Linked DNA regions of Ovis aries: region 1 is linked to region 2. Evidence: chromatin contacts called from public Hi-C data. All regions are on one chromosome and are shown on one strand. The core of a region is the stretch at or near the end of the contact, and the rest is flanking DNA. Distances in the headings are between cores, read along the strand shown. Region 1 overlaps FOXP1 (forkhead box P1). Region 2 holds the start of FOXP1 (forkhead box P1).

What was found. Hi-C and Micro-C count contacts between places; a contact is called where the count stands out from the background.
Region 1: a Hi-C map of muscle shows a contact between it and region 2, with 2.4 times the contacts expected there. The contact joins the enhancer-like site here to the promoter of FOXP1 in region 2. A contact is called at or near these places in 5 of 16 Hi-C or Micro-C datasets (muscle, omental adipose tissue, skin fibroblasts and 1 more).

What each region holds. Positions count from the first base shown.
Region 1 is chr19:30,635,001-30,642,627 of ARS-UI_Ramb_v3.0, reverse strand. The region is part of intron 7 of FOXP1 (forkhead box P1); the gene reads right to left. Among named protein-coding and RNA genes, the nearest start is that of FOXP1, 520 kb to the right of the region's middle. Within about 2 kb of position 5,812, at least 1 of the 54 cell types and tissues checked has an H3K27ac peak or open chromatin away from gene starts, as enhancers often do. A contact at or near this core is called in muscle, where this site is marked.
Region 2 is chr19:30,118,511-30,125,854 of ARS-UI_Ramb_v3.0, reverse strand. FOXP1 (forkhead box P1) reads right to left here and starts at 2,572. Exons shown (of 21, transcript XM_060402218.1): 1 at 2,377-2,572; 2 at 337-481. LOC121817230 (a long non-coding RNA gene) reads left to right here and starts at 1,132. Exons shown (of 2, transcript XR_006057040.2): 1 at 1,132-1,578; 2 at 2,310-7,344.

The sequences.
Region 1 (7,627 bases), core at 4,563-7,062, 510 kb before region 2:
TCTATTGTGTATGTCATTGAGATCATTCCCTTCCAGAGAAGGAAGGAAAAAAAAATCGAGAGTGAAACACGTTGCAGAAAATGCACTTGACATTATTATCCGACATTATCATAGCTTAGCTATGATGTCATCACATCTTCATAAAATCAGTCCATGCTTAGGAGAGTTTCATTTAATGAAATATATTTATTTAAAAACACAACACAAATGGGAAATCTACCTTCCATGAATTACTCAGATTAAAGAATTGACATGTTAGGCTCCTCATTTCCTTAACTGACCAACTTTTTATCAAATGAGTTGGATATATGGTTAGAAAAGAAAGTTCTCGGGGCAAATGAGAGAGCATAAAGCCCATTACTTTCATTCTGTAAGTACTCCTTAAGGGCAATACATAGGCACACACACACACACACATTTAACAGACTTCTTACAGATTGGCATTGACCAATTTTTTTCTTTGAAAAAAAAAATTATGATCACGTGGCCCTTTACCTAGTCCAACATATTTTTATTTGCATCATCTTAATATCTGGTTGCTTATCTCATGCCTTAGAAATGACAGGTGCTCGTAGTCTTGCTCTTGACAGGCCACTACACAAATAACTGTCTTGCCTGAAAGGGCTAATGCAGTACTAATGAACAATAAATCAACTTTGATTATCAAGTGTCAGCCCAATCCGTTTTCAGTTTGGCTCTATCACATCCTAGAGTAAGTCAGCCAGTGTCTCTGGGTAGGCAGTCTGTATTTTGGTTTCATTTTTACACACTTTTCACTGAAATGTGTCAAGCAGCTACAAAGAATCAAGTAAAATGGAAGCAGACCTTTTTTCAATGTAAGTGAAGGGCATCAATTAGGAGAATGTGCTTCTGCCTTCATTCGGTTCCTTTCATGAGGAGTCTTAACATTCGAGAAAGCCTTGTATTCTTTTAAACGACAGCAACAGCACAGATCCTAAACTAGAATCCTAATGTGATCATGTTTGAGGTTTTTGACAATGACATGCTAGCTTGAACACTTCACCACATAAACCACCTTTGACTGCACATTCCTTTTGGAAAATCTATTACAAACAAATGAACAACAAAAAGCAATAAAAGGTCGCTACTAAAATAAAAACTTCACTCGATTCAAAGTAAAAAAAAAAAAGCTCTTTTTAACACTGACTTCTTAATAAAATAAATGTAACTTATTTTTTCTTAAGCAGATTAGTCATTGATAGTATGATTCACATTTCCTGTTATCAGGCTTAATTTTTCCCCCAAATGTGTCACTTTCAGAATGTTGGAATCTATGGAAATTAGGTGATTTGCATTTTTAAATTGGCTTGATTAGAACATTTCATCTGTGTGGACAAGAATATAAAATTAATAGATATTTTACTCGGAACCGGCAGGCCTTGAAGGAGTTAATCCCAAAGAGGAAGAGTCTATATGTACTTTGCTCTAAAACTTTACCACCCACTTCCTAAAGGTCCCCTCCTTCCCATCACGACACTTGGGGGTGGGGGCGGGGGTACAAGAAAGTCTCCTTTCCACTGACCGTCCTTCAGGCAGTTCTGACAGTTGAGTTTGCTACATTCAGAGACCGTTCAGATGGGAGCACCCCGTGGCAATTCCTCAGTCGGCTGCGCGTCCTAACCCAAACCCCACTCACCACTTAACCAGCAAAGTAATGCAACAGAGGCTGAAACTCCCAAACCTGCCGGGGTGCCCCTCCGTGGCCTGCCCATTCTGGCCTGGGGCTTTATTCGTCTCCCTTCCCCCCGCCCCTTGACTGTGTGTGAACTCCTTGAATTTGAACGGCTAAGCTGAAAATAGCCTAGACAGATATAGAAACAAACTATCAGAAGCAAAGAAACATCCACACGGGTTACATTGAGAGGGAAGGCTCCCTGTATATTTCACACGCTCTCAAAGTGACATAAATCACACCCCAGAAACGTCCCCAGAAAGGAGTGATGGCGAGGGCTTTACCAAAGTGGCTGCCTGAAGGCCAGACCGGCAGAAAACGAGTCGCAAACGAAAAAAAAGAGCGAGAGAGAGCGCGAGAGCAAAACACAAGCAGGACTTCCTCCAACTCTCAACTACACCCCACCCATGAACATTTAAAAAAAGGGAGAGCAAGAGAGAAGGGGGGTGGGGGGAGAGTGATCTCTCGTTCAGGACCCACAGGCCTGGAGCTGCTTCTTCCCACCCTTCCACTCCCTCCTCCGCCTCCACTTCCAGAGCGCAACTCCCACCCAAGTTGGTAAACAGCGATGGTTATTATTATTTTTTTTCCAAAAGACTCAACTTAGAAACCCTCGGGCGCTCCTGCCTTCCCCAATGAGGCCCCAGGAAGCTGGCACCGCGGAGCCCGGGAAGGAGAGCAGAACGGCGAAGATCAATCATAGGGACCAACCTGACACTCTCCATGTAGCCGCCAGGCGCGCGGAGCCGGCTCGGGGCGCCCGCGCGGGCCGGGCGTGGGGTCCGGCGGCCTCGGCGTGCGGGCGGACTGCACGCGCGCAGGGGCGCTCCGGCTCGCGGGCTGACAAGACGCGCCGCGCCGCGCCCACCCGCCCCGCCCTGCTCCACCAATCACAACCCGCCTCTAAACACCCCGCGCCGCGCCGCGCCCCACACAATGGGCTCCGCGGCCCGTGCCCCGCGCCCGCGCCCCCGGCCCCCTCCTCGCGGCAGGTGAAATCACTCTCTGCTGAAACCCGGCTTTTGTTTCGGGAGCAACTCCGCTTAATTGCTGTTAACCCTTTGACCCGCCTCTGGCTGACGTCTGGGAAGCCGGGCGCGGCGCGCGTCTCTCCCTCCGGCCCGGGCTGCCGGGTCGGGGCTTTTTGGTGGGGTGGCGTGTTTGTTTCCTCTTGGAAACTGACAAAGAGTTGTCCCGGCCTTTCAGAGCAACCCGAGCGGCAAAGCAGGGGAACTGGCGCGCCCGGGCGCACACCCCGACTGCTTGGAGCAACTGTTGAGAATCGGAAGGGGATGCGGGGCTCAAAAGCAGCGCCGGAGAACTTCCTCGAAAACGGCCTTTGCGGGAGAACTTTCGCTTCGCGCCCTGGGGTTAACCCGGCCTTGGCCTCTTTTTATCCACCGCCCCCCCCCCCTTTTCTTTCCTAGAGTCGGCTTCGCCAAAGTCTGCTTGTGCGCGCAGAGGAAAACTAACCCGACTCGGGGGTTGGAATAAATAACAACCAACGTGCCTTGTCGCTGAACCAAGCTACTTCCCCTCTAGAACGACAGCTGCTCAAGCAAGCATCTGCCACTCGTTCGCTAAGAAATAATTCTCTAAATCCCTGTCTTATTTATACAACAACAGCAACAACACTGACTACTCTCAAGGAGCACTTGAAGATGACCTCTGTTAGAAATAGTCACTGCTCTTTAAAGCCGAATACAGTGTGAGAGGAAAAAAAATAGTCACCAATATGCTAAACTTTGTTGGCTCAACTGGCCCGGTTTCAGTGCCAGGTTAATTTAGTCACTTTCGGCAGCTCTAGAAATCACCTAATTTACCTTTGTTCAATTTAGAGGAAAACTTTTGGCCTATACTTACAAAACAAACAAGACTCTAACGTTTTTGTTTTTCTCAAAATATTCGAGGCAAAAAGTGGTTGTGACATCAATGATTATGTTTTCCCTCAATTAAAAAAAAAAAAAAAAGGGCCACAAATCCTAACCCAGTAATTTCAGTTTTACTTGAAAGTATTTTTCCATTTGAGGTGTTAAACTATACACCAGAAAGCATATTGATAATATTTCCAATCAAGCAAATATCTGAATTTCAATCAGGTCAGCTGGGAAGCAAGCAATTCCCCCATTAATCTGGCAGCAAAAGAGACAAAAGCGCCAGTTGACTGTCAACTTATGATCAGATGTTAAATGGGTGCAGCACAGTCCGTGCTCCACCCTAAAGTGTTTTTGTGTTAGATAACAAATTTATTAATGGGATTTTTCAGGTCACAAAAATGTGACCCCACCCTGTCATGAATATTCAATAGAGAACCAAGGGCATTCTTTTTTGGGGAGAGGGGCCTTAAATCTGCCAGTGTACCATGAATCAGTAGAGTTCTGACTCTTAAAAGAGACAAGAGACAAGGCCCTCCTCCTTCGGTAGGGGCTGGCAGGGCCCCAAAGACAGGAAATAAAAATATAGGAAGTTCTCTCCAACCAAGGCACAGTGAGAGAGGAGAAATACTCATTTCAAAATCCACATGTCATTTTTTTCAATGGTATTAAAATTCCTTACAGATTTAATGTCTGTGAACAACATCAGGGTCCCCTTTAAAGAGGCAATGCTTTTTTTTTTAAGACATTCTTTAAGAGACATACGTAAAACTCAAGGATGCTTTTACAAGTTGGACTACCTTCTTGGCAGGTTAGTGTTTAAAAGCTGATTGTCTCCAGGAACATCCAAACAACAAACAAACAAACAACAAATATTACAGACGCTTGTGACCCAGCTGTGGAGACGAGCCTTGCACAAAATAATTAGAGAGTGATGCAACGTGGTGGTTACACAAGTACTAAATTGCATGATGGTGGCATTAAGCACCCTGAGACCGCAGAGCAGGGGGAGATGAGTGGAGCAGGAGAGGTTCGGAGGCCCCATGGGGAGCTGGTGTTTAGGGGACTGATGTCTGGGGCAAGGCGGGAGGTAACAGCATAAAGAGGGAAGTGGCCTAGCATATGCAGAGGCCACCTGGGGCCCTTCCCACCCTCTCTCCAAACATGACAGGGTGACTCAGAGACTACTTCTAGGCAAGGAAATGTACCATCAGAGATAAACCTGGATAAGCTTTATATGCCCAGGTCACTTCGTTAATTCTGGGCTCTCAAGATCCATTTCCATCTGGTCCTGTCTAGCTGCCCCATGCCTGAGATTCTGTGAGAACCAGAGCTTTCCATGGCTGGAAAACAACAGAATGTTAAAAGCTACAGTGACTTAGGAGACTGACTTAATGCCATTCATTTATTTTATGACTGCCAGGTCATTCTGGAAAGGCTGGATCAGAAAGGCAAAAAAAAAAAAAAGAAAAGAAAATAATTAAAAATAAAAACAGTAGCATTTGCATGTTCAATTGGGGGACTTTTAGAAGAGTCTGGATTGAGGGGCGGGCTTTAGAATGGGTTACTCCGACACAGGGGCTCACTGAGTTGTCACAACTTGAACAGAAATTGCAATCTCCATTTAAGGAGGAAGCTGCAGTTGAGGAAGGCAAAGTGATTTTTTATTTTTATTTTTTAAAGAATCAAATATACCTAGCTCCACGGACCACAAGGGGAACAGGACACTGAACAGTCCCAGAAAAAGAGAGGCGGTGATATTATAAAGTGAACACCTGAGAGGGGCGGGGGAAGAGTTAATGTTTAAGGAAGAGTGAAGGAAATGCTAAATGCTGCACTTAAAAATATTTTTGATGCCCACATCCTAACACCCACAACAGATACAGCCCTTGTTCAGACACCACATATTAAGAAACCTGTCAGTTGCTAAATGAGTCCATTGTGCAGCTGGCTGTGTACTTAAGGACAGATTACTGTGATCCCACACCAAACTCTAACCACCAAATAACACACCTGGGACTCAAATCATGTATTATATTTGGTTCTGTGAGCCTTGGCCCTGAACACAGAAGAAGTGAAAGGTTTTACTGCCCATTCAGAGCTGAGAATGGAGAGCAGAGGTATTGAAGGAAGGGTCGGAAGCAGCGTCTCGTCAGGACGTCACTCCCAGGTTCTGATGGACGGCATAGCGGTGGAGGAAACAGCAGCCACACTGCCAGGCCCACATGGTCCTAAGCACCAACTGAGGCCCTGCTTTGCCAGAAACTGCTTGGCAATAATCAGAAGAAGGGCATGTCACTGGACACTGGCTCACATATTTCTAGCAACCCTGAGAGCAACACGCCTCCTCAGATCAAGTCAGTTATCTCTACCAGGAAGGAATTATCGCCAGATAGTCCCTGCAAGAGGGAATAAAATAAAAACTGATAAATAATTTGATGGGTTGGAAAAATTATTGGCCACACCACCCAGCTAGGGATCCCCAGCCAGGGATCAAACCCATACCTTCTGTGGGAGAAGCGAGAAGTCCTATCCACTGGACAGCCAGGGAATTCTGAGGGGCCAACTTCTTAATTCCCCATCTTCGTCCAGACAACCCTTGCTTGAACACTTATTTCCTTTTTCTTTTCCAGTTACTTTCATGGAGCACCCAGAACACATTCAGAGATGACAGAACTTAAAGAGACTGAACCGACTGATTCTGTTGCTCTAGGAGAAAATGCAGAAACAACAGGAACACAAAATCGTATGCCCTCGCTCCAGGATGGGCTTCCTGACCTGCCCAGGGAAGAGAAGTCTCTCCAGAGAAGCCTGGGTTTAGTATTTCTCATGTCTCCAAAGACCACCAACTGTCAGCCAATTAGAGAAACTAAATTGCAACAGCCATGCCTGATTCCTGAGATTTGGGCATTTGTCTCCAAGGACCTGCCATTCCTTCTTGATTTAAGTGGTGCTTTTACTTAAAAATATAAATTAATACATCATCCATCTCCAGGGAGCAAAGGTGGTTAGCTCCATATTGATATTGTTTATGTCATTGTTATGTCTGTATGGATAGTGAAAGCAATTATGTTTTCTTCTGCTCTCCTTTGGCCAAGGGAAAAGACGGTGAGTTCTCACTCTTGCATAGGAGTTTAAATTTCTCTCCCTGACATCCTCTAAACTGCCATGAGCATCTCCATTTAATGCAACATTTTATTATGCAATTGTTCCTAGTTTAATTTCCTAGATACACCCCCTGACACGTCAACATTCAGGTAACTTAAGAATATGATGAGCACATAAGGTACAGAAAACATTTACCACCCTCTCCAAAAAAAAAAATCCCTCACTTGAAATGTAAAGATATTCATAGATTGTCACTGGTAAGCAAAATCATGTCTGGAAAAAAAAATGGCCAACATCTACTGCAAACTCTGCATCTGATTGACAGCAACAAATCAATCTCTTTCATTTGTGCTCAAACTATAATATAATCTCTTGTTTTAATATAATGTACAGTGTATCTGGACAGCTTCCCTGGTGGCTCAGTGGTAAAGAATCCATCTGCCAAAGCAGGAGACACCGGTTCAGTCCTTGGGTTGGGAAGATCCCCTGGAGGAGGAAAGGGCAACCACTCCAGTAGTCTTGCCTGGAAAATGTCATGGACAGAGGAGCCTGGTGGGCTATGGTCCATGGGGTCATGGAAGAGTTGGATGCAACTTAGCAACTAAACAACAACAAAAAAACAATGTATTACTGGACTGCTTCTACCATAAGATTAGAACTGATTACACCAAGTTGCTCAAAAGTTTCAAAAAGGGACATGTTTCAGGGCAGGAGGGCATTTCCCAAAGAGCTTCATCCTTCAGGCATCAGGAAGGAAGAATCACTGTCGCCATCAAGCAGGAATCCTTATGTCCCCTCCCAAGAGTGACAGGGTTGATGACACCCACATGCAAACTCTCGATTTTAGGCATAAGCAGGACTGGGTCACTGAAGGGGAAAAGAAGACATGGGTCTCGGGCGATGACGTGATATTTGAGTATTTTTTTATACGTTTCATTATGTAGAAATTGCT
Region 2 (7,344 bases), core at 1,323-3,822:
ATTAATAGTTAAAGGGGGGGGGGGCGCGGGAGAAGGGTGAGAAGGGGAGCGAGGGATGTCATCATATTTTATCAGAGCACTTTATACTCCACGCTAAACTTTGATCTCTAGATTTTCGGATTTTGGAAAGAAAAGGGGGAAAAAGGAGAAAGTCCAATATTTCGAAGCACCTACCGGCTTGAGGACAGGCGCATTCCTGGCTCCGGCGCCAGATCGCTGCGCTCGCGCCGCCCATGCTGAGGCTTTGGGCACAGAAAACCCCCGGGCGCAACCCAAAGCTCTAAGGTGTCCCTAGACCCTGCGCACCCGCCCGCGGCCGTAGCCGCCTCGACTTACCCGCGGAGACCGGGGAGGGAGTGGGAGCGCCGCCTTCACGCCCGCGGAGGAGGCGCCGGCAGCACCATGGTCCCCGGCGCCGCTGCCGCTGCCCCTGGCCCGCTTGCTCGCCACACGCTCTCTTCCTCTTGCAAACTTTCGGGTTCTGCGGTTGACAAGAAACCGGGGTGACCGTCAGCAAGTCTTCTCGGTGCAGGTTGGGGGAAATGGAGTGGGGCGGGAAAGATGAGTGAGCTGGGGGGCCAAGGCTGAGAGGGCGTCGGGCCCAAAGGACCCACAAGCGCGCGTGGAGGGAAGAGAGAATGTGGCTCAGGGATTCCCTGCAAGGATCCCGAGACAGGGAATCGGACGGAGCCAAAGTCTCAGCACCTTACCCGGGATCTTACAAAGTTGCAACAACAAAAAAGGAGGGGGGAGGAAAGGGGGAGGGGTGGGATCGGGATAAGATCGCAGTCGCAAGGTTTGGAGTTACAACTGTTTATTTAGTCCTTATTCTAACAGGGGGCGGGAGCTGCGCGGCAATGGGGGGCGATTGCGGGGGGGGGGGGTGTTGCAGGCAGAGATTTCTTAGCAAACACTTGTGGGGGGGGGGGGGGCATGAGACTTTGTTTCTGGGCGCGAAGCTCCCTTGCGCCCGCGTGTGTCACCGCCAGTCTCCAGGGACCAAGGTGGAGCTCACAACAGGTGGGGAGGGGGACTAGCCTAGGGCCAAAAAGGAGAAGGAATCAAAGTTTCCGAGCGCAGCAGCGTCTGGGAAGGAGGGGGGGCAGAAGGCGGGGGCGAGGGGAGGCGGAGGCAGTGAATGACCGCGACCCTGCAGCAACTGGCAAACCCCTCGGCTCCCGGCGCCGCCACCTCGGTCCCCACCCGAGGCGCACGGCCGCCCGGCTCGCGGGCTGGCTCAGCTGAATCCTCTCTGCGGGGCACGAATGGAGCGCCGGGAGCTCGGGAAGAAGGCGGCGCGCAGACGAGGAACAGAGAGCCATCGGCTGCCGGGACAGCGCCAAAGGGACGCGGCGACTCGCGCACGTCTCAGGACATATCGAGGCTTGGGAAATCCCCTCCACCCCCGTTCTTAAGAGGGGAGTACACCCAGAAAGTGCATGTGATGGCGTGGAGAGGAATCCGCGCGCGGCGACGACCCGCAGCGCGCCCTGCTCCCACTCTCACTCGCGGAGCTGGCCACGGCAGTCGCGGATCCCTGGCAGGGAGGCTGAGTTCGCTGGGCCGAGCGCGTGAGGGGTACGTGTCTAGCTGAGGGTGTGCGGGTATGTGTTTTGAGTTTTCTGGGCTCTGGGGTGCGACAGAGGAGTGTCCCCGCCATCGAGGTCGGGACGCGGCGTGCGTAGCACTAGAGACGTCCCCAGCCGCGGGGCCTAGGGCGCGGACATCCCCAGTCATTCTGCTGAGGCCCACGGAGCAGCCCCTGGGCACAGAGGGGACAAACACTAGCAGTTGAGCGAAGGGAAAAAGTTTGCTCTAAGTGCAAACTTTGGGCTCGAGAAGCACCCAGCAGCGCGCCCCCCTCCCGCCGTGGACCTGACCCCGGGCCCTGCGCCCTCCCGGCAGCTACTCGGAAGGCACCCCAACAACGGACACTGAAAGTTACACCAGGCCGCCTGGGCTTATCGATTTCTCTCCCCACGGCGAGTGCAGAACAACGCGTGAAGGGGCCAAGGGGAAGGCGAGATTGCCTCCTCGCCGCTGCCTTCGCCGCCCCACCCCCCATTTGACTTATGGAAATGCACCCAAGAGAGCAGTGCCCCTGGAAACCCCTCCACCCCCAGGCGACTCGCAGCCCCCACCCACCCCAGAGCCTGGCCCTGACCCTGGGAAGAGAGAGGCTGCCTCTGGGGAGGGCTGGGGGAGATGCACGTGGAGCCGTGGAGCCGGGAGATGGAAAGTAGATATTTTTCTTTTCTTTCTTTCTTTCTTTTTTTTTTTTTTTTGGTTGTTGTTTTTGTTGTTTAAAGTGGTCGGAAACAAGGCAGGAGGCGGCTTGGGAAAAAGTGGAGCAGAAATGGAAAAATACAAACTCACCCGCTGCAAATGGTCTCTCGGTGCAAACTAAGGTGTTTTCGGGCCTTTCCCCGAGCGCGCCCACTCCCGCCCGCGCGCGCACCCCCGCAAACACACTCACTTGGTCACACACGCGCGCGCGCGCGCACATATACACACACACACACACACAGACACACACATACACACGCACTCCCGGGCGAGGGCCGGGCCGCGCGAGTACAGCATGAAACCGCCACACAATAAATAACAATAGATTCCTCCGCTCCGGACTAGCTTCCCGGAGCCCAGCTAGCGCCAGTGGTGGCGGCGGCCGCAGAGGCGCGGACGGCGTCGGGCCGGGGCTTTCCCCAGCCTGCTCCCACCCCTGACATCCAGCCTGGGCCCCTTCTCCACCTCACGCGCCCACAAACCACCCCCGGGCCTGAGCCTGCTCACCCTCCTTCCCCAAGCCACTTAGGTGCTGGTGCCCGCCCCCACCCCCGGAACAAATAAATAAATAAGGCGCGCGCGAGGCCAACACGTCGCGGAGGGAGATGTTGTTATTTTTTGCTGTTGTGCGTCCCTGACGTCACATCCACCTGCTGGGTAAACAACAAGGCTTGCAGCAAAAAAAAAAAAAAAAAAATCGCAGTTGCCAAAGCAGGGCTGGGGGAGGTGGGAATTGGGGGCAAGGGGAACAGAGAGGTAGGAGTGAGGGGCGTCCAGGCTGGATGGGAGAGAGGGAGGCAGAGCCTGCAGACCCGAGAGAGAGGAGGGCCACGCCAGAGCAGTCCCTGGCAAAAGAGGAATCAGGCAAGAAAGACCTGGAAAACAAGGGGCATGGGGGAGGGGGATTCCTCAGAAGAGGGGAAAGGGGGGCCCATTCAGACCCTGGGGAAAAAAGCGAGAGGGAGAGTGTTAGCAACTAGGGACGAAGATCGTAAGGCGACGGCTATTTGCTTGGTTTCTGAGCTAAAAATACAGAAGGAAGAGGAGAGGATAGACAGGGATGTGAGTTTCCTCCAGTTAAAAGTGAAAGTGTTTTGCCATCAGTGACAGTTGAAGGAGGGGGAGGGGGTGGTGTTTTCAACCCCCTTTCTCCTTCTCTCCCGTCCTCCCTCGGTCTCTCCTCTTTCTTTCTGTACTTTGTCCAATGAAAGAAGGCGAGTTCGGAAGGTGAAAGTTCAGCAGGAGGACAAACCCCTGTTTGCAAGAAAGAGAAACCAGCCAGCGAGGGGTTTTTCCCCCTGTATTTCTGAAGCAGGAGAGTGTAATGTGGGACGCTTCCCCGTCCTTCCTTCTCAGAGTCACTGCAGGAATGTGTAGTTAGATCCACTTCAGGGGAAAGTGGCTGCGTTGGGAGCTCTGTTCTTGCCACGGTTTCTCTTAGGAAAACGCCCAGGGGGCTAGAATGTCAATCAGTTGTTTAACACAAATTACCTTCTCTCCCAGAGATCAGTCACATGTAAAAAGCTTTGTCCAATTCTTTGAAAAGGTGAGACTTTTTTTCTTTTTGTTGCTTTGAAGTTTGGTGGAATTTAGAAATTTGAAGGAGTAAATTAGGAGCCTGGATTAAATATTTTGAAATATACATGTACAAAACAAAAGACACAAGCATTTCTTTCACTATCATCAATACAAATAGAGAAGGAAGATGACTTTCTGTTTCCACACTGTGACTTGGAAAGATACATGGCTCTATGGTTTGTTATTGTTTTTAACAGAAATAATTTTTTCAGACTCTTAACCTCAGATGCCGCTAACATACCAGCATTTCCAGCTACCGGCTGGGTGGTATAGCAGGGTAACTCTTTATGAGAATATATTGGCAGCCAGTCCTGTGGATTCCTACAAAGTACTTGGGAGGTGAGGAGACAATGGGGGAAGGGGGGAAGACCTGGTGGGGAGGGTAAGTATTATCTCTCTGGTCTTTAGCCTGGCTGGGGCAGTTGTAGATAACCAATATTCTGAAAAAGAGTTATTATCAATTTTTTGGATACTGTCTGTATACAAATATTTTAAAACATTCATTTACTGAAGAATTCTAAATCTCAATTTCAACAATAGCATAAGACTACCATTTTAAAATTGTATCTGTTTTGCAAGTAAAAAAAAAAAATCATTCACTCATGCTACAGAATAAAGCCAGAGACAGGGAGACCATGCTAAGGTAATTACAACACAGTAGAATTCTTGTTGAATGCATGCTGTGTAAGACGCTAGGCTATCCAGGCAAAACCATCCATCAGATCTTTAGACTAGAATCGAGATAAAGAAAATGTGTTTCAGTTCCTGCAGCACTTCCTAGCTTCCTAGAGGCTAGAGTTGTGTTCTTTGATTCAAGAAATTAAGACATGACACACCTACTATGTTCTAGACCATATAGTAGGCACTGAGGGATGCAAAAATACATAAAATTTCTGCCCTTGAGGAGCTCACAGTCTACATCTGTCAGTGATAACATCTAATATTTATTGAATCCTTACCATGTACTAGACAATTATATAAAAGCTTTGTCTTCTCAGTTAACACTATGAACAACCCTTTACCACCCATTACCATCACTGGAAATTCCATATGCTGAATTTACATGGAAGTAAATGGAAATCTACAAAGTAGCCAGTCTATGGAGGGTTGTTGGCTGGGGATGTGATGATGTTTTTCATTTCTACAGTGTTTATGCCCGATATAACATGTTATGGTATATGTTGGGTTGCAAAATTATAACTCAGGGGAATAGCAATTTATTTCAATATGACAAATTTATTCATCATCTCTAAAGAACAATTCATGCTCTGATCTTGTTTTCAGATCAAATAGTGAGTTTTGTGTGTGTGTGTTTTTTTTAAATTATTAGCATTGCCATACTAAAGGAGATCTTTAGGTTACCACTGATCTTATTCTGCATTTTAACTTTCTTACATTCACCTGAAAGTGGGGGCCAAAATCAGACTGGCAACAAGTTTTGCAGACAAAAGGAAATCCTGGCTGTAAATCCCATGATATATTGTACCCAATTTTGTAATAATACTGTCTAATGTGCTGCCGTATTAAAGACTTCCATGCCCATTTGGCTTACATTAGAGGGAAACTTAACTGCAGTTTAACATATAGTTCATTTTCAACACTGTCACGTTACATTCATAAGGAGCACATTTTAATTTCTTTATCAGTAATCAACTAGAAGTTTCTTTTTGTTAAATTAAAGCAAGAAGGGTTTTTAAATAAAGGGCATGGGGGTAGGACGCCACCTTTTGGTGGTAAAACAAATAGAAATTCCTTTTTAAAACATGTTCCTGACATAATTTCATTTTTAATTATACTAAGGCAAAGGTGCTTGTTCCCATTTTGTTATAGTTTAAGTAATAGGAAAAAATTGTAAATTCCAAATCAGCAAACTATAGTTAATTGTGGCCAAAATTTCCCCAACGGTCTCAGAACATTTGAGTGCCTTGCCACATACTGTTAATTATATGTAACACCAACTTTGTTCTGCAAATACTGTGTCAATGAATATATGCACATTTTTAGGGAACAGAAACTTGTGTGGACATCAACCAGTTAATGGGATACCTGAATCTTTTTAAGTTTAGAAAATAACTAATACTGTACTCACTGAAGTACCATTATTATAAATATACTATTTTTCTGTAAAGTAACCAACTTTTATTTTTCTATTACTACATTAAATGGGGAATCATATTTCCCAGTCTCCATAAATTAAAAACAATCACAGTAAAAACAAAGTTGCTGATTTTTCTTTGTTAGAAAGAAAGAGAGGTCAAAAAACTAAAATTAACAAAAATTTTAAACAGAAAAGTGACAAGTCCCGGGAAAATGTTAATGCATGTCAACAGAGAATAGTTTTCTTTTTGTTGCTATTGATGTTGTTTGAACAACCAGAAAGAAATGAAAGTGATTGCCAAGAATATGTGATTCAATGTTATCTCATGCCATCCCAGTGATAAGACTCCTACACTCTGAGAAATAGGCATAACCAAGTATGTATATCAAATTACAGATTAGGAAGCTGGAACCCAGGGAGGTTAAATTGCCCTCCAAGGCCAAATAATTGGTGAGTGGCTAAACAAGGATTAGAATCCAGGTGTCCTGGCTCCTTTTGTATTCCCATCTCATACTCTTCACTTTACCAAAGAGATGGGCCACCCCTCCTCAGAAATCATTTAACCTTCTCCCAAATAGCCAACCCATATAGCCATTTATAAGTAGGACAGCAACTGAGAGCCAAAGCCAAGATCCCCCGCTTACCTCCTCCCTCTCCTCTACCCCAGGTGTGGCAGACATCCAGGTACCGGTAAACACAGTGGAGAAAGGAGGGAAGGAGAGAAAGGGAGGAGAAGAGGGACATGGGGGAAAGGGAAAGGTTGTAAACGTGTTCCGAATACTCTAAATGAAGGCTTCTACTCCTGCGTTTCCTTCCAAGAAGAGAAAAATGGCTAATGAAAATCACATGTTTCACAGTAAGTGGCAAAAGAAGTGTGTTCTCTGGGTTGTGATGTGGCTCTCTGTCCATACCAAAAACCAACAGAGGATCTCCGTTTTTAAAGTATGGTTTTTAAAGTATGGGAAGTATTTGGAACCAAAACAAAGTTTAAAAATAAAGTACGGTTGGCACTCTGTACCCATTGGTTCTGTATCCACCTATTCAACCCACGGTTTCGTGGATGCTGCCGGTTGAATCTGTGAATGCAGAACCAGCCCCTGTGGAGGATATACTGTACGGGACTTGAGCCTCCACCTACTTGGGTATCTGAGCAAGGTCCTGGAACCAGTCTCCTCAGATACTGAGGGACCCCTTTATACAACACCATCAGGCATTCTGAAACAAACCACATCTGATAACTGAATGGCTTGAAAAGCTAGTCAAGCAATGGTAAAAGATCCCAGCTTTCAAAGAGGCTTCCCCAATGCCAAAACTTGTTAAGAGGCTCAGCATTCAAACTAGAGACAATAGTGCATTTTCTGAGGTTTTAATCACAGAGAGGG